Linked DNA regions of Mus musculus: all the other regions are linked to region 2. The links are chromatin contacts, called in public HiChIP or PLAC-seq maps. All regions are on one chromosome and are shown on one strand. The core of a region is the stretch at or near the end of the contact, and the rest is flanking DNA. Distances in the headings are between cores, read along the strand shown. Region 1 overlaps Cblb (Casitas B-lineage lymphoma b). Region 2 has its middle 300 kb from the start of Gm32431. Region 3 overlaps Cblb (Casitas B-lineage lymphoma b). Region 4 holds the start of Cblb (Casitas B-lineage lymphoma b).

Evidence for each region. HiChIP or PLAC-seq counts read pairs in DNA pulled down with a chosen protein or histone mark.
Region 1: a contact with region 2 is called in an H3K27ac HiChIP or PLAC-seq map of large pre-B cells, with 5 times the contacts expected there. The contact joins two enhancer-like sites. A contact is called at or near these places in 1 of 484 Hi-C or Micro-C datasets (large pre-B cells) and 2 of 115 datasets of contacts at active chromatin or transcription factors (cardiomyocytes and large pre-B cells).
Region 3: a RAD21 HiChIP or PLAC-seq map of pro-B cells shows a contact between it and region 2, with 22 times the contacts expected there. The contact joins two enhancer-like sites. A contact is called at or near these places in 2 of 15 datasets of contacts at CTCF or cohesin (large pre-B cells and pro-B cells), 1 of 484 Hi-C or Micro-C datasets (cardiomyocytes) and 1 of 115 datasets of contacts at active chromatin or transcription factors (large pre-B cells).
Region 4: a contact with region 2 is called in a RAD21 HiChIP or PLAC-seq map of pro-B cells, with 13 times the contacts expected there. The contact joins the promoter of Cblb here to the enhancer-like site in region 2. A contact is called at or near these places in 6 of 39 promoter capture datasets (the 3T3-L1 cell line, cranial neural crest, frontonasal cranial neural crest and 3 more), 1 of 15 datasets of contacts at CTCF or cohesin (pro-B cells), 2 of 484 Hi-C or Micro-C datasets (large pre-B cells and pre-pro-B cells) and 11 of 115 datasets of contacts at active chromatin or transcription factors (the SCID.adh cell line, T-cell acute lymphoblastic leukemia, astrocytes and 8 more).

The regions. Positions count from the first base shown.
Region 1 is chr16:52,057,731-52,063,582 of GRCm38.p6, reverse strand. The region is part of intron 3 of Cblb (Casitas B-lineage lymphoma b); the gene reads right to left. Among named protein-coding and RNA genes, the nearest start is that of Cblb, 29 kb to the right of the region's middle. Within about 2 kb of position 3,177, at least 227 of the 459 cell types and tissues checked have an H3K27ac peak or open chromatin away from gene starts, as enhancers often do.
Region 2 is chr16:51,349,232-51,354,819 of GRCm38.p6, reverse strand. No RefSeq gene overlaps it. Among named protein-coding and RNA genes, the nearest start is that of Gm32431, 300 kb to the right of the region's middle. Within about 2 kb of position 2,504, at least 33 of the 459 cell types and tissues checked have an H3K27ac peak or open chromatin away from gene starts, as enhancers often do. A contact at or near this core is called in the SCID.adh cell line, T-cell acute lymphoblastic leukemia, pre-pro-B cells and 1 more, where this site is marked.
Region 3 is chr16:52,180,539-52,186,444 of GRCm38.p6, reverse strand. Cblb (Casitas B-lineage lymphoma b) reads right to left here. Exons shown (of 18, transcript NM_001033238.1): 14 at 3,087-3,233; 15 at 213-310. Among named protein-coding and RNA genes, the nearest start is that of Gm23513, 78 kb to the right of the region's middle. Within about 2 kb of position 4,239, at least 65 of the 459 cell types and tissues checked have an H3K27ac peak or open chromatin away from gene starts, as enhancers often do. A contact at or near this core is called in pro-B cells, where this site is marked.
Region 4 is chr16:52,028,147-52,033,342 of GRCm38.p6, reverse strand. Cblb (Casitas B-lineage lymphoma b) reads right to left here and starts at 1,794. Exons shown (of 18, transcript NM_001033238.1): 1 at 1,658-1,794; 2 at 153-334. The coding sequence starts at 320.

The DNA of each region.
Region 1 (5,852 bases), core at 1,928-4,427, 710 kb before region 2:
AAAGTATTTTTTTTCCCAAAGATATTCTCCATGCTGTAATAAAAAGTTAATTCATGGCACGATAAAGTACCTTCACAAGATTTGCCAGTCAAACTTTATCCAAAGTTGATTCACACGAGTGCATCAAATAAGGTGAAACATGTGAAATACAAACATGCAAGCCAGTATCACCCAACCTCATGCTAACTAGAACAGATAAAGGGCAGCTCAAGGTACAGGCAGGCGGGAGGCAAACGTCTGCCACTTACAAGACCATGATCAAGGCTGGAGGAAGGGACAAGGAAAGCCTGATCCAAAGCCCCGGTCTCCCATTCCCTACAGTGCACCCAGTCTCCCATTCCCTACAGTGCACCCAGTCTCCCATTCCCTACAGTGCACCCAGTCTACCATTCCCTACAGTGCACCCAGTCTCCCATTCCCTACAGTGCACCCAGTCTACCATTCCCTACAGTGCACCCAGTCTCCCATTCCCTACAGTGCACCCAGTCTACCATTCCCTACAGTGCACCCAGTCTCCCATTCCCTACAGTGCACCCAGTCTCCCATTCCCTACAGTGCACCCAGTCTCCCATTCCCTACAGTGCACCCAGTCTACCATTCCCTACAGTGCACCTGGTCTCCCATTCCCTACAGTGCACCCGGTCTCCCATTCCCTACAGTGCACCCGGTCTCCCATTCCCTACAGTGCACCCGGTCTCCCATTCCCTACAGTGCACCCAGTCTCCCATTCCCTACAGTGCACCCAGTCTCCCATTCCCTACAGTGCACCCAGTCTCCCATTCCCTACAGTGCACCCAGTCTCCCATTCCCTACAGTACACCCAGTCTCCCATTCCCTACAGTGCTTAGCCATCGAACACTCAGAACCCAACAAAACATGTTCTCACGTGACTCCAACTTAGGAGTGCTTCTCTACGTCCTTAAATGTCTCCTGTGGTACACTTCTCTACCTGAGTCCAATCCATGCCCCGACAGGAGTGTTAACATTAGATCCAAAGTATTTCCTCACAAGCAGTCTTTCCTGACCCCCAGCTGGGTTCCAAGATCTTATCTGTGAAACCTTCTGACTTGAACACCCCTCAACAAAGTAGGACATCAAAGGTGTAAGACGGAGTTCAACGTCTAAACTATCAGCTAGGATGCTCCCACAAACACAAAATAAAGCTTAAATCCTAGGCACTGACTATTCAGAAGAGGCCTCACAGTTAGCTGTCAGGACTGGAGCAGCGAGCGTGAACTGGATCCACACCACACTAAGGAATGACAAGAGAGGGGTGTGGTGAACACAGCTTAGCCTTTGGCAAATGGATAATACTCGGAGGCACACAGAGACTCAGGGCAAATGCTTGAAATCTTTACAATCCATGAGTTCCAGCTCAGGTAGAGAAGCCGCTGGGTGATCTATGAAAATGCCGTGCATCCCCACTTCTGCCCAAGCTCCAGTGACCCGCAGTGAATTGGGAACTTTCTAAAATAACCCCTCGTTAAAGGTCATGGCTTGAGAGGCGGGACAGCAAACACAGTCTCACCCCTCACCCCATGAACTCGCCATCGCTGAAATACTAGATAAAAATGCTAGGTATTCAGGCCTTCTGGCTATTTTAATCCCCCATAAGAGACAGGCTGCAGTAAACGCGTATGCACTTGCTGTTAGGATGAAGCCATACACACAGCAGAGGTGGCAGCCAGACACTTTACATGGCGGGCAGTCATCGGAGCCAGCAGACATCTGTACTGACTCAAATCCAATGAGAATCTTGGTGGCCTAAGATCAATAGCATTTGCCTTTGTGTTTCACCTCCAAAGCTCCTGCTACTTCCTAAGGTTGGTGGTCTTGGCTGGGAAAGATGACAGTTTGCCTAAAACTGGGGGAGCGTCAGTGTTCTAAGGAAATGGGAAGAATGTTAGGAGAGGCTACCTGGGACACTTTCTCTTGAAGAATGGCGTCCCTGTCAAGCCCAGGGTCCCTGCCTCTGTCAAGTACAACAACCGTTGATGTCCCCATACGAATTAATGTAGGAGAGTCATCTGGGTCTGAAAGTACCGCTTTCAAAATGAAATGTTGATTTGGGAGTGTTTCCAACCTTGTTGGAATACACAAGATCCCCAACTCTAGAAGAGCAACGGGAACTTGAAAAGGGCAGTTCAGGTAGGTTCTCAAACCAGTCTGGGGAAATACCACAAACACGTCACCGAGACAATAATGAAACAAGAGAGCCAGCCTCTGACCTCCAGGGTTACAAGATGAGAAAAACAGTTTGGCATTTATTTTAAGGGCAAGTTTCAAAACCCAACACTGGCCTGAGAAACAGGAACCAATGCTGAGGCTTTCTTTACATAGAGGGACAGCAGCCAAACATAATGGTAACTTTGAGATAACTGACATCCTACACTGCATAACTGACAAAAACACACCAAGCCACCCCCTCCCTGGCATTATGAGTCAAAACAAACTGCTGACAAACGCAGACAGCTATGTGAGGGGGTGCAACAATAACAGAGAACACACAGGCCTCTGTTTGTCTTTCAAGTGTTACAAGTCAGCTTGTGATGGGAGAACACAGCAGCTATTTCTTTAAAAGGCTGTTTACACATTGAAAACGTCTCAGATGTTCCTCAAAGCCACTTTGCTTATACAGAAGAAAAGGAGGGGGTAGGCATAGTTAGCAAGAATGCCAGAGCCAAGCCTCCAAGAATGCCTTTTAAAAGGAATAAAGGGGAAAGAGACACTAAGAAGGTACAAGAGAACTTTCCCGAACATCTAACGGAATTCTCACATCATATCCTACACATCAAGAAATTCTATCAACAGCAATGCAGGATAGTTTCCAGAACACGATGCCTGCTACTCTAAGGGGGATCTGGAGCAGGGAAGACCAACCATGTTCTGTCAAGGCGAACCACGAGTTATGATCAAGGACCTTTGTCAATAATGCAGACCAAACAAAACCACGTTATTCATGTCGAAAGCGCACATTTGGAGGATTCCCCAGTTGTTGTAAGCTGGTATATTTAGGGTCATGAGCGCAGCACAGAACAGAAACAAAAAGTCTTTAAGGAAATGTTAATATAAGAATTTAAAGGAAGTGAAAACAGCTCGCAGGGGTTCAGAGAGCCAGCCACTGAGTGGGAGAGCTGTGAATGCTCACTGCGCATGCGCACGGGGCATGCAGGAGCAGGCAGAGGCGCTGTGTGTAACCACCTCTAACTTTTCCACAAACGTTACTTCACTAAAGATAGACACACAGTTAAGACAGCGCCCTGAATTGTGACTACTCTGCAATAAACAGCAGTGATATTAATCTATTTACCCACGTGCCTTTCTTTTAAAATAACTGGCCCCGGAACTGGCCCCGGCTGCCAAATCTCAGGAAGGTGGCATTGTTTATCCACAAGTTCTAAATGACCGACTTTAGACTTTTTGCTAGTTTCCAATGTGAAATTTTACCTTTTACCTCTTTCCAAGCAATAGAAGCTCTTTATCTAGATTAAATCAAGATTTTCAAATAATAATATGGAAATTGGGAGAAATAGCAACTATTATATGTATCTGCCAAGTCTGAACACTGTTTTGAATACTATGTGGAAATACACAGAAGTGACTTTTGCCTTTAAATTAATTGAAGGCTATTCCTTCCTTGGAACCTTGCTCACTCTCAAGGGCTTTCTCATTTTCCTTTAATCCATCGATGTTCTCTTTGATCGGAAGGGGAGAAAAAAAAACTGAATTAAACTTTTCTCAATATTTGTAATGCCACCACTTATCACCACTTAATATGACAGCAGTAGGTACTTAGCATGACAGCAATATGTGATGACACAGGGCTGACCGTCACATGACAGTCCTTGATAAGGGCTACATGTGTCAAAGGAACACAAGACAGTCTGCTCAGATTGGTCAGAGAACACTGAAGCCCTGGAGGTGAGCATGAGGGAGGGTAGGCGCTTCACCCAGAAGCAGGAAAGAGAAACTTCAGAGGGGAGAAGAAAGAAAGGAAGAGGGAGAATAAAAGAAAGGCATAAGAAGAGAACCATGTGGCTGGTGTGGAGGAGGAGGGGAAGGGGGTCTGAATTCATCTCTGCCAGGGAACATTCTCAGAGGGCTTGCAGGGGAGCAGGCTTCTTGTCAAGTGTTAGTTGACATGACTGGGTGGGACCCCTCTTCCTCTAGTGAGCAGCACAAGGGCACAGTAAACTGCAGAGAGCCCTGAAAGCATTCAGGATTCTATTCAAGTCAATGCTCCCTGGAAGTTTTATGAGGTTGATTTCACTGGCAGGGAGCTCTAAAGTCATGCCAGAGGTCAGAAACAGCACACATTTCTTGTAACTATCTATAGACATTCAGATCTCAGGTGATAAAATTCTGGAAGTTCCACATACCATTTAAATCGTAAGAGGATTAAGGTGACCAAAGGAATGAGGGGCTAAGTTACTCAGGTAAATCTTCTATTTCCTTAAACTAAAATGATACCTTGCTTACAGAGATTAAATAAAAAATGAAAATAAAAAAGTTTAGGTGTCCAGCAACATTCCCCCCAAACTCAGGGGTCTACAAAACAGGTGGGGAAAAATAGTTTTCAAGAAGCCTATTTGGGACTGTGAGAATGGCTAGAGACAGTCTTGGTACACAGAGCACACTGCTCTGAACAGCCAGCTGATGGGCATTATTAACAGTAATTTCATGAAGATGAGAAAAGAGCAATTTTCATGGTCCTTAAGTGAGCACATAGTTCCAATGAGTCCTTCGGTAAGAAAGGCTGGAAAAGGCATGTGACATCAACCTGGCTCATGCCTGCAGTTATAGACTCAGAGAAACCAAGTGCCATCCCATGAGGACGCACATACACACAGCTCCTGTCCTGAGACCTCCAGCCAACACTGACCCTCCAGCGGGAAAAGGGATCTAGGTAGCCTGAAGCAGATCTCTGCTGTACAGGGACTGATAACGAAGATGAGCAATATCACTTCACTTCTAATACACCGAACATTGATCTTCCTTATCCAGCAAGTCAGTTATTTGGGTTGAAACACAGGTTCATATTATATAATGATTAAAAGAATATAAAACTGTAGCACAGGCTGGCCTCGAACTCGTGATCCTCCTGCCTCTGCCTCCTTCAGCAAATCCTACCGGCATGCACCACCACTACCGGCTAGCTGCATATGTATCAAAAGATGGCCTAGTCGGCCAACACTGGAAAGAGAGGCCCATTGGACTTGCAAACTTTAGATGCCCCAGTACAGGGGAACGCCAGGGCCAAAAAGTGGGAGTGGGTGGGTAGGGGAGTGGGGGGGGAGGGTATGGGGAACTTTTGGGATAGCATTGGAAATGTAAATGAGGAAAATACCTAATAAAAATATTTAAAAAAATAAAACTGCTTTCTCTTCTATAAAGACTAGATAACAAAATATGAAATGAACCGATCTTCCTACATTCATTTAATCATTTGTCTGCATTTTCCACCTAGAGAGCCAACAAATGCTGAAAAGGTGCATAATAAAAAGTTGCACCTGACCAAGTGTAGTTCAGTGATGTGCCTGCCTGAGACACACGAGGCCTTAGGATTGATCTTAAATTAACCCCAAATACAAGTTTCCATTGTCCATCTTGATATCACATTATTTGAGAGAGATTTCCAAAGCTCATGTGAGATTTCACCCATACAGAGTTCATTATACGTTATAGTGTCAAAATCCAAAATTTTGATCTTACTAACAACTTCAAATCGTGCCACAATATAAATATTATATTTTATAATAATGCTAGTAAAATGTTTTACGTAGCACTCAGAACCCGAAACTTCACACAGTCATGGTTCCTGAGAAGTCACTGACAACGCATTCTGAGGTTCC
Region 2 (5,588 bases), core at 1,255-3,754:
AAGTATAGGTGTCATACAGGGCACTGAATCAAGGAATTTAGAGTTAAGAAAAGTGATAAAATGCAGGTTGGAGCTTGGATATCAATGTAAAAGTGAATCTTAGAGCTAGAAGGTGCTCATTTCAGAAGACAAATGTACAATAAACCCAGCTGATGTTCGTTAATTCTTATGTGCATGGCATTTATCTAAACACACTTCGCATGTATAAGATGGGAGTTTACAGACTGCCTCTGCTTCTAAGACTTGCTAGGAAACCTCACAGAACTCAGCACATGGCCATCTTTATGGTTATGATTCATTGCAAATAAAGGATGCAAAACAAAGCTGGCAAAGGAAAAGGTCACAGAGGGCATCATCTAGCAGGTGTGTCGAACTCTTTGACACTACAACATGGTGCTATTGTCTACAAAGTTTATACTTAAGAAGATTGCAACCAAGTAACAATGAATATGCAAAAGAATCACACAAAGTTCTAATTTCATAAATTTATATTGGGCCATACTGATGGCTATCCATATCCTCCCCTACCAGGGAAAACAGGGGAGGGCAGCCTCTCCCAGGAGAGTGACAGAATGGGCTTAATTATCTCATCAGTGAGTTGCAAGTGAGAGAGTTGCAGTGATAGCAAGTGAGATGTTGGCATCTGGGGTCTAATTACTAGATATCCGGTATTGAAAGCTTTTCCTGGAGCTGGGCAGGGTTGGGGCATGCATCGGCAACTTCTACTCAGCTTCTACATGTTATCCAGCCATGCTGTGTTTGCAGCTGAGATCATGCTGTCTTCACTAATAGTATAGGCACATGAGGTGGTGGGAATGGTCCCTGCATGCAAGTTCCTGAATACTGACAGGAGTCTGTAGATAGACCCATCTATGGATGAGAGAGACTGTGTCTGGGATGTTAACTAATTTTAGTATGCTTTAAATAATTTGGTATGACTCCAAAAAAAATCTCTCAATGAGGTCCAATTTTTTTTCCCAATGAGGAAAAGGAGGAAAAACTCACTCAGCTGCCAAAAGATAAATTTAGAAATTTCCAGCATCCAATATGGTTCTTGTGCAGAAACTTGAAGAGCTTCCGACAGGAGCATCTCCAGGAAAAACAGAGTCGTGGGGTAAAAGAATCAAGCCTTGGGAAAACCCACATTTATTGATAAGGAGACAATCTCTTACACATACTTACCTTTGCCCCCTCCCCCATTTTGTTTGTTTGTTTGTTTGTTTTTTGTTTTTTGTTTTCCTTTTGACAGGGTTTCTCTGAGTGGCCTTAGATATCCTGGAACTTGCTCTGTGAACCAGACTGGCCTCATACTAACAGAGATCCACCTGCCTCTGCTTCCCAAGTGCTGGGATCAAAGGCATGTGCCACCAGCAACAGCTACACTTAACTTACTTTAATCTGAACTGCTCTTTCTCTATCTTGTAGTTTATAATAATAGCTACGTTTTCTTTATAAATTGCTACTACTTCTCCTAAGTGGCACTGTGGCATTTCTTCCCTGGGATGTTTCTCTCCATACCTCTGTTGCAATCTGCCTCTTACTCGTTTTAAGTTTTCTTTTATTTGTGCATCAGCATCACTCTCCAAGCTGCCAGCTGCTGAAAGGCTGAATGAGCATCTTTCCCCATGCTCTAGCATCAGCACCTCACTCAGTCTCCAAGGTACAGCAGTTGCTCAAGAAATGCAAGAGCCAGGAAGAGGAGCAGAGGAGGAGATAGAGAGAGGAGGACAGGAAAAAGGGACACAAAGAGAAAGGGAGAAGAAAATTCAATTGAGGAAAAGTAAAATAAGGCAAAAATAATGCTTTTGGTGAATGTATATAAACATCCCTGCAACGTAAGGCACCTATGAGCTCCTAGGATTGTAAAGATTTAAATCTTAAGAGTGTGCATATTTAATTTGCCTTTGTCTACCATGTGCTATACAAATGACTCCATAAATTCTGCTTTGCATTTACACATGTACCTGAAAACAGGTGTGTGTAGTATCCTAGATAATGTTCTATTACTCTTTCCACTGAAGTCTGTTGTGGCCTAACTAAAATTTAACATTGCCTAAAAGGAAAACGAGAAGAACATTTTTAAGGGAAAGTATGTTTATTTTTGATAAAAATCTTTATTTTTAATATTTTTTTCATACTGAGTTTTGTTTTTAATTTTTTGGAAGGAATTAGGTATGGAAATCTTGAGAATTTAATATTATGTATCTGAGACAGTTTTATTTCAATAATACATGATTGTTAACTATACTAGGAGGAGAAATGTGTGTCTAAACTGATTTTCAACCATTCAGTCTCAAGATTCTCATGAGAATCCAGATGAACTGTGGGTGAGAATATTCACCAGGACTTGCCTAGAAACCATGGCAGAGCTGTCGCAACTAGGCATCTGGCCAGGGTGGGGAGGCCCACCACTATGTGGTCCATATGAAGTGGTACATAATAAAGACTCTTCGTCAGGCTGCAGTGAATGAGACCCCATGGAAAGCTGGCAGAGTCAGCCAACCACAGCTCCACAGTTCTCCTGTGCTCACAGATGTTTCCTGCCTTCTGCACCACACGCAGCCTACACTGAAGCCTCTGTGTTTTCTTGTAAATGCATCTGCTGTGGTTGGATCCCGTTCCAGGGTCAATTTCTTCATCATTAAAAAATGAAGCCATGAAGAATTTGTTAGAGGGAACATGGAATATAATTTAATGACTATATATGTCTCTACTGATAGATTGGTTTTGTTTAGTTTTATTTTTGAGATATTGTTCTTATTATGGATAAATTGATTTCACCTAACTGTCAGGAAGACAGAAACTAGAACAGTCTCTATGAAAGTGGGATGGATTCTTTATCCATCCATTGCTAGGCTTAAGTTTCAAACTTAGGAAACGTGTGCCAGACATCTGCTGTCACACTAAACTTCCTGTTCATTTTAGAGAATTTGCTCTGTTTGAGATCTCATTACTTGTTTACCGTCCATTATTGGAGAGTATAAACAAAGTCAGAGCTTCCTCAGATTAGTACTCTGCCATTGTAACATGAGCAACAGCTTTTGACTTCCCAAAGTGCTATATCTAATTGATTTAAAAATCAGAAAGAAATCTAAGATACTGCCTTAGTTACATAGCTACATTGCTATGATAAAACACCAAGACCAAGATAACTTATAAAATGAAGAATTTAATTAGGCTTACCATTTAAGAGGGTTAGAATTCATGATGGAGGAATTAAGGCATCACAACAGGAAAGACTGATAGCTCATATCAAAATCACAAGCAGGAAGCAGGGAATAACCCCTCCTCCAGCAAGGCCACCCCTCCTTATTCTTCCCATACGGTTCTACCAACTAGGGAACAAGTTAAGCTTATGATTCTAGAGTGAGTAGCCATTGTCATTCAAACCTCCACAGGCTCCGTTACAACCTCATCCAACTACTGAAAAAGATAGGGTTCCTGAGTTCTACCTGCTTTGGAAAGCATACACTGCCACATCATAGTCCTTGTCTGTGCTATGTATTTCCTAGTGGCCAAACATGCTTTCATAGAGTGTAACTGCCATTTTTCTGTTCCATGTCCTCAATAATATTTTTTAAAATATATTTCATTACATTTATTAAGTTCTGTTACAGTCAGGATATGGGTGCCATCTTGTGATCCCTCTCTGTTAAAGGATCTCTTTTCTTCATCTGTATGCTCATTTAGATTAATTCGAAGCCCCCACCTTTGATAGAGTCTCTCGGTTTCCTCAAAAGTTGAGTTTAATACTTGCCATGATCTTTGTGGCAGAGAATGCTACTGGTTATTCACTCTATGTTAAATATACATGAAAGACAGAGGAAGGCTTGCATCAGGTGTTTTAAGCTCAATTAGTCTTAAGAGGGCTTAGACCTCAAATTGGGTCCATGGGTAACCTAGGAGATATTCTGAATTTTGTTCTTTTTAAGTTTTGAAGACAGAGATCTTTCACATAAAGCTCAATAATTCAGGTTTTTTTTTCCTAAAAAGAGAATAATCAGTGTAGTCCCATGTTCTCACACTTTACCCGAACACTTGGGCTGGTTTTTCTTGCCTTCTTTAAGACTATGCAGCCACTCCTCTTGCCATCTTCTTTGTGACTGTTTCCAAGCTAAACTCTACCATCTACTGTCACAACCAGACATCTGTGTCCTTCCCATTACTTTGAGTCCTTAACTGGAAGGCTCAAACTTCAGTTCACGGGCCTTTAAAATTGCTGAAGCTACAATATTATTTATTCAACCGAAATGGCTACTGTGGGTTCTCCTCCCGGATCCCTGACTTCATTAGCCCAGGGTATTTGACTAGGTTTCCAGTATTAGGCATGATTTCTCTCCTTCTGAGTAGTCTTGAGTACACCATATAACCAAGCTGTACCACTACTTGGCATAAGCCATCCCATTTGTTATTAAAAACAGAAAGAAAAGCATAGCTATGCAAAAGAAATGAAAAGGAAATTAAGAGGAGAGGGGTGCTACATAATTCTTCCTTTCATTGTTCTGTGGCTTGTTAGACATGGCTTCCAACTGGAGGTCTCTTGGAACAGGAGGATTGCTGTTTTCTAGTCAGAAAAGGCAAATCTCATAGATTATGTAATATGATATAAACATATATTGATCATATTTATTGGAATCATGTTTGTCTGTAGGGAAGGACTCTGAAGCCCAAAGTAAGTGAATTTGTGGGATGAAATTCCTGCTGCTTTAAAGATAGCACGCATCCACTTTGCACACTCACGGTTTCTTAGCACATTTTAAGAGGAGCTAATGATTCTTTCTCGAGGATGCTCATTTTGGCCTCTTTAGCTGTGAAAATCAGAGGAAAATGCTTTGCACTGTAGCCACCTGATTTGTTTTTACCTTTCACTGAAAGAGAATTGTCAGACCTGGTGCAGGCACTACTGACAGAAAACTAAGGAAAATGTTGTCCTCCATAAGGAAAATGTCTGTAGGATGTCCATCACCAGTCTGTGAGGCAAGATGGTGATACAGGGATCCAGAAAGAAAAACAATAACAAAGCAGACAGTGCTCTGTGTTCCTTTTTTCAGAATTTATTTTTATATTTTATTAGTGTGTATATGTGTGTGTGTGTGTGTGTGTGTGTGTGTGTGTGTGTGTGTGTGTACAAGCACAAGTTTATGCAGCTGCCCACTGAGGCCAGAAGAGATCAGAGTCCCTGTAATTGGAGTTTCACGTGGCTGTAAGCCTCTGAATTTGGGTGCTGGGAGCTGAATCCCAGTCCCAGAAAAGAACAGCAAGTGCTCTTTACCACTGAGTGTCTCTCCAGTCCTTCCTGATTTCTTCAGTTGTCTAAACACAGCAGTCCACAGTATTCATTTATTACTGAGGGTGATTCACTGATCGTACAACGAAAGGAGAAAGTTACCAGTTTCCTCCTGACTTATAGCCTTCACTCTGTGTTTTAAGATTCACTCCCTACTCCTCATCATAAGCTTGCAATTTAAGCTGCCAGGAGGACAAGTAGTTAACTAGAAGTAAGGCTTCTTAAACGTATTTCCTCGTGAATATTTCTGGGAAAAATGTTAACAAACACAATAAAAGGTCAAGAGGCCACAGTAGGTCCT
Region 3 (5,906 bases), core at 2,990-5,489, 830 kb before region 2:
TCCTGTTGACTGAAGAGCCGTGCTTTGGGCTGTCCCGGGGTGGAGGCCTGGCAGGTGGTAACGGTACTGGATCAGAGGCTGAGTCAGAACCACCTCCTAGAGGATAACACAAAACCTTAATGCATTCTCAGTATGAAAACACAAGGGAACTCTCCCTTTAGGTTGAGGCCACTAAGATGTATATTGCAAAGGAAAGCATACTCCATACATACCCTTCAAATAGATGCCTAAATCTGGGATGTTCGATTTCTTCATCTCTGAAGGCGCACCATGAGTTCCATTCAATATACAATGACCATTATCACAAGACCTAATGTGGAGACCAGAGGGCAAGAATCATTTAAGTGTCATGGCGGGCGTGAGGGGAGGACAATAGAGCGAACGGTCATTCCTACTAAGGTAATAAGAATACAAAACAAAAACAATTATCTTCTCTAGAAAAAGGACTAGTAACAACATGCAGCTACCCTGACCTGTACTTTAAAATCAGACGTGTTCGTCTGAAGGGAAACATGTCTCTCTCTTTCTCTCACTGCAATTTACGGCCACTAAAGCAGCCGAAACCCTAAACACATTTGAGTACGATTTTAGTTACACCTGGCCAGAGTTCTGAAGTGACGGAGTATACGCTACCGAAAACTATGTAAGGTCTAAGGGCCTCCATTTTTGTTGATGGCATTGAATGTGTTTGTTGGTTCAACTTAAGCATTCTTTGAATTGAAATTCAAAGGGCCTTAAAAGAGAGGAACCACTATGAAGCATTGGACAATTTCGTTTAAGTTCTGCAGGGAACACTCCAAGACCTACTCCTTCTGAACCTATCTAACCACTATGTTTAATAAACGCTGGCCCTCTGACACCTTAGGGAAGTGATGTCAGCAAAAGCTTTGGGTGCACATCACCAAGATGGTTTAATATGGGGGAAAATAGTAGCTCATTTAAAAGCCGTGATTTTGGTACTGCCATCAAGACTGGATGAAACTGAGGCATGGGAGGCGGCACAGAACACACTTGCCCTTAAGCTCCTAGCTTAGTAACGGCTGGCTAACAAAGAGCCTCAGAGAGAGAGTGAAGTTTTATACTTTCCTTTTGAATTAGTCTGATTTCTTAGAGCAAAGTGAAACTACATTCATAATGGAGGAGATAGTCGATATTTCAGTAGATATTGAGAGAGTGATTCATCTGAAATTCATTTCTATTCTCTCTGGTGGCCATTTCTTTTTAACGGGCACGATATGGTTCATTTAAGAACAGTTACGTATTGAGTCTTCATAATGATGATATGAATTGAATGATTCATTTACTGTTTCACTTCCCACATACTGACAATTTATTTTTCTTGCTGTTCCAAAGGGGGAGTGAGTGACATCCAGGAAAAGGAAGTTCTAAGGGGGGGTGGGGGGACTTTGCAGATGACACAACGTGCCACTCCACTCACTGGTTTTCAAGAACAAATTAGATCAAGTATTCATTACAATTAAGCTTAGGAATTAGCAACATTTATTATTTCTCTATAACTGTGGGGACTTGGTTATGATGGTTATAATTCAAATTGACTTTCAGTATCCAAGAGGTTAGCCACTTAAATATCATCTACTGTGACATGACAATTAAAATTTGATGAATTAAAATCATATCCTTCAGTCTTCCAGCCATGAGAAGAATGAGAATCCCAAAGAACCCAAAAAAATCTCGTTCAATTTTAGCATTTAAAAATTACTATACTAAATTAGTAAGAGCCAAAGAAACTGGGATTTGTTCACAGTTTATACTTGATGAGCAAGCGTGACTTTCCCTCAGCTAGCTCAGCGGGCACGTGGCTCTCCCAGGGTAACACTCTCCGTTATCGTCTTTGCAGGAGCACTCATCAGCACGATTAACAAGAGATAGCTGGTTCTTGCTGTAATCAGGGAAAGCGTGGGCTGCAGTGCATCACTTAGCCTGGGTAGTAACTCCGCCCACCAGCATCCCTTTGGAGGCACAACTCTTGGTTTCCAAGAATTTCTTTCTCTACCTCTGTGAGACACCTGGGAAGCGTTTTCAACTCCAAAGATGGAAACTCTACTCATAAAATACTTTAAGTCGACTGAGCTGGCCTCAAGTGGAAGCAGCACACTGAGTAAAGATGGCGTGGATGACTGATGGCCTTGCAGTCTCCTATCTGTCAGTCATCAGGAGGCCCCAGGCAGCTCAGCCACTAACAGTGTCTGAACAGAGCTGAGCAACTTGGAGCCAAGCACAGCTCCAGGAATACTATGCAAGAAGAATGCAGGCCAGAAAATAAGTTCAGAAAATAAAGCTAATAGATTGACATGTCAGTAAGATGCAAATTATATAAATGTTACTGTAACTGTATTAAGTTTCATGCATGCAAAGCCATGATTTTGCTTAGAGACAAACATATTTCAAAACATGTAAGCCATTATCAATAATTCTTATAAAAGTCAATGTGACTGGCACTTTGAAGACCAATAATGCTCCTATTATAATGAGGGGAAAAAGAAAAAGAAAACACAGCAAAATAAAACAACAAAACCCAGTGATCTTTGTATTCTTAGCTCATGCAAGAGAAGGTATTTGCTCAAAAAAGAAGTTAACAGAAGTAACGTTAAGGCTTCCCCCCCATTGTATTATGATTTCAGTAGAAGTATATTACATATCAAGAAGGAAAATGAATATAAATTATTCTAGCCTTCACATTATGAAGAAAAATTCTTAAGCAGGTTGACCTAGTACCTTAATATTAGTTTCTAAGCACTAATATTTCTTCATGATATATATGCTTGGACCTTTTGAAATTCATTAAAATATCTTAGGGGAAATGCATGAATTAATCATCATTATATGTAACGTATAGCTCCTTTTTATTAGATTGTAATTTGGCCTTTTGTGGGGGTGGGGAAGAAGGCAACAAAATCTTTTATGTGGAAGCAATGAAGGAAATATATAGGAACTACAGGCTAGGCAAGGAACAGGATTTTTAACCAATCACATACTATTGAACCGCATAGAAACAACCCCCACGTTTGACAGCATGACGATGCTTATGCCGATGCAGGATGATACAGAGATGCTCATCTTCTTACCGAACAGGAGCTTTGACATTATGGCAATGAGATGGTTGTGAATTCAGGGACACAGGATGGGATGAAGGAATCTTGTATTCATCGTCATCATCTTCTACCGTGTCTCTAGTTTTCTCTGAGAGACAATTTGCTAATGGACCAGTACACCTACCAAGAGGGAAAAGAAAATCCAATCTGGTTTAAGCATCATAAATACCAGAGCAGGAAGGTCTGATGTGACATAGAACAATGAAGAAACTGCTTTGTCACTGGAAGTTTTCAACTGTAAACTGTTCTTACATCCAATAGAAATGGAAGGCCTTGAAATGTTAAGATAAGATATTCATACCTGTGGTTTTTAAGGGTGAACTAAGAAAAAAATGAAAATTACGAAAATGAAAGGGTTTTATAAATAAAGCTTTAACATAAGATGTGTACAATTATTCAAGTCCAAGCTATTAAAATGTTAATTGCTCCCTCCCATGTACTGGAAATCAGCAAAAGTGATAAGGATACACTGAAATCAACTGGAAACAAGAGGTTCTTTAAAGGTTCAAACTGGTCTATGGCTAATACCCATAGTTTTAAAAAAGCCATACATGAGAGAAATTTAACTATCTTGTCAACTTATAACTGTAGTGCTAGAGTTCCTCCCACTGCAACAATTAAGAACGAAACGTGTCCACAATTAGAAGCCGATCATGACAGAAATAAATCTTTGAGATGGATTGTTTTTGTAACTCATGATACCTAAGTGTAATACCTAACTGCAACGAATAAAACACTTAGCGGGATACCGTGGTGGATTTGAGCATTTTACTTGATCATTTGGGAAAATATATAAAATAAAATTGAAAAGTACTCTACTTCCTGTGTGGGTTTTAATTTAACCTTTGCTACTGCCCAAGACAACAGTCCAAAAAAAAAAATGTTAAAATGCAACTTGGCCAACAGGTAGAAAGACAGCTAGTTTGCAAGACACTAGAAAAACTCGGATCCAAGCCACTTTAATTATTATAAACTTCACGGAAAATGTTCCCCCCCCCCCAAAAAAAAAAAAAAAACACAAAACAGTGTAATGTTCCAGCACATTCGGCAGAGGGAGCAGGAGCCCTCTGGTACGTGAGGCAGTCGATGCCTATGTGGCTTTTTGTCTTTTTTCTTTTTCCATTTTCATTTCTTCTCACCACAAAGTTTCATTTTCATTTTGTATTCTTCTCTCCGAGAGCTGAGTGTCCCTGTCTGAACTTCTTGGGACTAAAACATTTTTTCAGATTATTTTTTCCCCTCAAATTTTGGAACAGTTGCAGACTTTACCAGTCGTATCCCTCATGTAATCCTCAAAAAAGCTTTGGATTTTGGAGAACTTTCTATAATGATTTCACTTTTGGGTCAGTGTGGCTGAACACCCGTTATAATAGAAAAAAATGTCAGAGGTGTTTTGTATGTGTGTGTGTGTGTGTGTGTGTGTGTGTGTGTGTGTGTGTGTGTGTGTGCATGTATGTGTGTGCTCATATTTAAAGTTTCAACTGTATTCAGAGATCACGGAAAACCTTCCCTTGGGAGTTTTCAAAAGCTTATACTTTTAGTTTGTCTTTGAAGAAGTTTTCAGTATTGATTTTTAAAGCTCTGTTTGTTAAGAGATACTTCAGGATCCAAATGTCAGTTAATGGTAACCTGAAGCTTTGTTGTAGTAGCAGAGGGGTCTCTACACAGCCCAGAACACAGGCTATGAAATTCATAAACAAACAATAGTGTTATAGTCACTCTAGTTGAATCCTAGAAGACACACCTTGCAACTAAAGGTGACAAAAGTAAAGATGTTTCAAAATGATGACTTGATGGTGTTTTAATATGGTTAGGATAGAAATAACTGTATTTTCTTGCAAACACTAAATTCTTGGAGACAGACATCAATCTCACCAACCTCTGCAAAGACCAGGACGTCTCTATAGGCAGAGGAAGTGGGCCCTGCATGTTCCCATCCTCATCCTGCTCTGCTTCCAGTCTCAGTGAACACCATCTCTATACATACCACTTAAGTAAATACTTCAGAGACAAAAGGGACCTTTGACTTAATATTCAATAACTACATCAAGAGGTGGAAGTTCAAATCTGTCTTACAGGTTACTTCAATAATTTAATGATTTCCAAGAAGCACTTCACTCTGAAGGAAGAATACTTGTTTTTAATTTGCATAACATATAGTATGTATTGGGATGTGTGTGCTCATGCCAAGGTATGGATGGAGGTCAAGGACAACTTGTGGCAATCAGTTCTTACTCTCTCCTATCTTGCCGTTCCCAGGGATTCAACTCAGGTGATCAGACCTTGTAGCAAGAAACCATCTTGTCAGTGCAAGAAATAAACAATTAAAAAAAAAAACAAACAAACCACACCTGTTGTGGTTAGCTCTGGATGCTACCCTTCATTGACAGAAGATCTTGCCTGGCTAAATACCACTCACTCTTTTGTTAGTCAGAGAGCATCTGATGTAAATATGAAAGGCAATAATTATCTATCATTTTATCAAAAACTAAGGGTTCAGTTTTAGAAGCTACTAGTTAGACATTTTATTAGGTTGAATGGATCTTGGTGAGTTATAACTAGAAGTTAAGAAAGCTATGTGCCATTTGTATTGAAATATAAAAAATACATCCTGGTATTTTTTTTAAAGATTTATTTATTGATTATATTTAAGTACACTGCAGCCATCTTCAGACACTCCAGAAGAGGGAGTCAGATCTCGTTACGGATGGTTGTGAGCCACCATGTGGTTGCTGGGATTTGAACTCTGGACCTTTGGAAGAGCAGTCGGGTGCTCTTACCCACTGAGCCATC
Region 4 (5,196 bases), core at 545-3,044, 680 kb before region 2:
ACTTTTGCAAACACAGAGTTGAAGAAAAATGGCCCAACCTAAATACAAAGCTCATCACCATAATAGTGATTATTAGCCATACATATAAATAAAACCCGAAGAAATCGCATTCAGGGTGCTGAGGGCCGTGTACACACACTGACTGAACTCACCACTTTGTCCATGAGTTTCCAAGTCTTCTCCACAGTCCTGCGGTCAGCTGCAGCTTGCTTTGGGGGTCCGACTGCATCCTGAATAGCATCAATAATCCCCAAAATGCGACCTTTGCGGGGGTTTCCTCCTCGACCACCAGGATTTCTGCCATTCATAGAATTTGCCATCTGGAATCTTAGTCCTTTTTGCAAGATAGAATTTCAAGAGAGGAAAAGTTAGCTGGATATGAAAGTATTTCCCCAACAGGAACCTGAACTGAACAGGCTCACTTGTACCCATTAATGATATTCTCCGCTGTCTCTGTGACAAAGCCCAGGGTCCCAGATTCAACTTTTTAGTAACCCTGAGTAAGGGCATCCTCCAAGTTAGGAGCCATGACACAAGATTTGCTCTTACAATACTAAAAGTTAAAGATGCATCCTCTGCCCGTGTTCTATGAAGCTACAGCTCAACATCATCAACAAAACAACTTTTAACAGGTAAGAACACAATGTCGTCCCCCCCCCCCCTTCTGCTGTAATCCAGATTCGAAATACTAGAGCTGCAACTCCTAAAATTCACGTTGGGAGCCTCACTTCAGTAGCCTCCTTCACGCTGTTTGATTTCGCCAAGTTATTACATAAATGCAAAGTACTCCACACACGCAAAAGGGACACGTCTCTTGTCAACAAAGGCGGAGGACTTGGATACCCCCCCCGCGCGCCCCGCGCGCGCGCGTCCCCTCTCCATTCCCCCAACACCCCCCCCCCCCGCAAAAGCCAGCAGCTGCGGACACACAAATAGTTCTTTAAAGCAGTGAGGTGAGTAGTTTTTCCCTAGAGCCAAATAAACAAACCAACAAGCAACCCCTTCTTAAAAAGCGGTGAGAACCCGGCAAGGGCGGGCACGCACCGCGGAGTTCACTTCTCCGGTGGTCCCTCTTCTGCCTACCCGGTATCAAGTGGTCCAAAGCTTTGTTTCAGAACGTCTGTACCCTTTCCAGGCTCGGGCCTCTAGCCCGCCACTCAGGGGTCTGGGAAAGAGACGAGGAACTCAGCAAAGATAAAGTAGCCCTAGACCCCGTCCTGGCTTCCCAATCCCACAGCCTGCCCGATCTAGCGCCAGTAGCACGCACCTCCCACCGGCGGCGATCAGCCAGAGTCCGCTCCCTCCCGGGCCCCGGGCCAGCCAGGGACTGCTGTTTAAATCCCCACTTGGCTCAGGCCCGCAGCGGCGACAGCAGCTGGAAGCTAGGGCTGTCCCCTCTCCCTGATGGCCCGCGCCCAGCTGCAGGGCCCCCGAGCCAGCAAGAGACGTCCAACCCCGGGATGACCCATTCCTTCCTCTACTCGGGTCACCGCGGCCGTCCCGAGCCACGCGTGATCGCGGGTCCCACTCCACACACACACGCTGCCCTGGCTGGGGTGGCTCGGGTGGGGACTCTGTGGAATCGCCCTAGGAGAGCGCTCCGGGGAAGGAGCCACCGAGATCTAGGAACACCGAGACGCGGGGACGCGGCAATTACCGTGCAAAAAGCTCCACGCCCGCCCGGCAGTCCCGCGCCACACTCGGGAGGCCGCCGCAGCGCCCGCCGGAGGAGGAGACCACTCACTGGCCACCCCACCCCTGAGCCATCCCCGGAGACCAAGGCGTGGGGCGGAGCTAAGGCGGAGCCTTGAGTCTTCGAACCAATCCTGAGAGGCTGCTTTCTGCCAGACAGCGGGCGGAGCCAATGGGCGGGACGAGACGCTCCTCCCGCGCTACCCCCCAGTCCACGTCCTCCACGGTACACAATGGCCCCAGAGGAAGGCCCACTCCACTGCGTCCCACTTGGAGAAGAACTCGTTGGGAAATGGACCTAGGCTAGCCTGGAACAAAAGTGGAACGAGGAAAGGAACTGAAAAAGTAGCAGCAAGGCGCCGGGGAGCTAACCAATGAGGGGTGCGCAGGTGGGCGTGAGCGCCCCGAGCGGGAGTCTAAGCCAACTGGGGCTAAAAGGCGGGACTTCCTGCCTCACTCACCTTCCTAGTCTTTGTTTCATAGCAACAGAGTAGAGGCTGCCAGGGTGGTGCTGCTTTTCAGCTCTGGGCGGGTCCCAGGCTTAAGAAATTCATCTCCCTAGGGCTGCCAAACTGCTACCCAGGAGAGCAGCCAAATAGGTCCAAGACCATGTTTCTTGTTGACTGTCAAATAAAGAGCAGCAGTCCCATAGCTCCTAAGATGAAGGTTACCCTCACATAGAGTAGGCTAGGAGTAAAACCCGAGTGCCAACTAAAACTTCCTAAATTTCTGAAATGTTTCCCTTTTACTATTAGTTCTAGAAGGATTCCAGATCAAACATCAGGCTGATGAGAAAGCAAATACTTGACAACTCTCAGCTAAATAGTCTCTGTAAATCGTCCCAGGACAGTAAAAACTCCACACAATGGGGATTACTAATCTGTTTGACACCTTTATATTCCAAACAAGTTTTCCCCTGGATTCCAGTAAAGAACTCTGCTGTTGGATTTTTGCCAGAGTCACTTTTCTTCTATGTAGATGAATCTTCATTTTAATGACAACCCTGTTTCTGCCATCCTCTTCCAGTGTTCGTCTCTTTCTGGGCTCCGTCCTTGATAGCCGTGTAAAAGAAAACAGTCTGGTAACGCTTACAGTGAAATGCCAGGGCCCTTCTGTCATCAGAATCACACATTAGACAAGTTCCATGATTCTCTCTATTTGGTTCACCATGCTCGTACCATTTGCCCCAGGTTTACATACCTGGGAGTGATTTCCTCTGTCATTGGTAGTATGGATACACCTCACACCTTGAGCTCCTGGGTGTAATACTTTGCACTTTTTAAAAATGTCATACGTGCATACATGCATAAGCATACATATGTACATACATACATACATACATATAAGCATTTTCTAACCAACTATCCTGATAAATGTGTCTCAGTGGTTCTGCCAATCCCTAATAAGTATTTTAGTGCTACAATTATTACTGTGAAGGCTCCTGAGTGGTCATAGAATGTCCTGCAATCCTAAATTCAGATTGTTATGATTTTCATGTAATGGAAACAACCAAAATGTGACCCTTTAGGCAATCAGGCAGTAAAGTACAAGTCTGGAAGTAATATTTTCTTTCATTATTTCTGTACTAATAATTAAAAAGTAGTTTCTTGTTTTATATATGTAGATGGTGCAGGCTTCTCCATAGCCCCTCCATATCTCCCTTATTGCTTGTAACAGTAGCTATGGTTGCTAAGTGGAGACAGTATTTAAAAAGAACTCTGTGGTTACATCCTCTATGTGTATAAAATGCACCTTTAAAGTCAATTCCAAAAGAAACTGGCACTATGTGTAGAAGATTTTGCTATGCCCAACCTTATACTGTATAATTAAATGTGTTGCTTATCTTCATATTTGAATAAATGTAAAATGGAACAAAATACATATACAATACAGTTCCTTTTGAACTGCAGTTTGCTGAAGGCAATGACACTAAAAAAATAGAATGGCCTGCGGAGCAAAGTGCATCATGGAGATACAGTGACAAGCCTCATTATGTTCTGCTCCTCTGCTCTGGCTGGGACACAGGTATAACAAATATCTCTGGGGCTGCCAAACTTTTCTAACCAAAGCAACTAAAAACTGGTCTAAGATAGTGTTTATGTAGGCTGACAAAAATAAAAATCTGTTAGTTGAGGTTCTCTAAAGGAGCAGAAGTGATAAGATATATGTGTGTGTGTGTGTGTGTGTGTGTGTGTGTGTGTGTGTGTGTGTGTATTATAATATATAACACAACATACATATATGTAAAAGGCTATTTATTAGACTGACTCACATTATGTGGTCTGGGTAGTCAGACAAATTCTTTCTCACACTCAGAGGCTGAGAATCCAAGAGTTTCTCAGCCCACAAGGCTGATGTCTCATTAATCCCAATCTGGTGCTAAAGGTCTGACAGTTCCTGGAGAGCTGCTGTTAGGCAATCTGTGTTAGAAAATGGAGGAAGCTGGCTCTGATGTTAGAAAAGGGGTGCTGCAGCAACAGACTGGAGGACCCACCAGCAAGAATAAAGGCCTATGTGCAAAAAGCAAAGTTTTTAACAGCCTACACGTAGGATGGTTCCTCCCACTTCAAATAGTCTAATGAGAAAAATACCTCACAGGATGGAGAGATGGCGCAACGGTTAAGAGCACTTGTTCTTGCAGAGGATTTTGGTTCAGTTCTAGGCACTCACGTGGTAGCTTACAACTATCCATAACTCCACTTCTAGGATATCCAATGTCTTCTTCTAACCTCTGTGGGCACAAAGTGTGTACGTGGTACACATACACTCATGCAACACAATAGTTGTACACATAAAATAAATCTTCAAAGTAATTCATTACATGAGTCTCCCAAAGCTTGCATTTTAATCATAGAAGATACGATCAAGTTAGTTGAGAACCAACATTGGCCATCACAATCATCGAGCTTCAAAACTGAAATAGAAGCCTCCCATCGGGAAGGCATAGATGTACGACAAACACACACACACACACACACACACACACATACACACACACACTCACACATTGGAATGTATGAACTCTGTTTATCAAAGCCATCTCATATCTAATTAAGTTAAGATATAACATGGATCCTAGCTGAGCTCAAATTAGGACTTGGTGTTTGGTGAAGTCTGGTTAGCTAGGAGGTCATCAGTCCTTGTTTCTGTTATCAGGAGGAATAAAGACTGCTGGGAAAAAAAACTGAAGCATGAAAGCATTCCTCAGTCAAAGACTGCACTAATAAATAAAGGCACCAATGTTGTCTAAGTAGACTTTGTGAAATGTTGTGTCTAAGCAGTAATATTCCAAGCTAACAGGCTTGGTGGAGGGAATAATATGCTTATTTTTACCAAACAAGGCAGCCTCCAGCCCTAGACACTTTGAAGTGAATGTAGTGTCACTGAGGGATTTGAGAAACAGTGGGGTTCCTAGCTAAAAGGTGCTGCCAGTATCAAGAGTGGCCAAATAGGTGAAGGATACAGCTCAACGGGCTCTTTTGGTTTGCTTTTCTATTGCTGTGA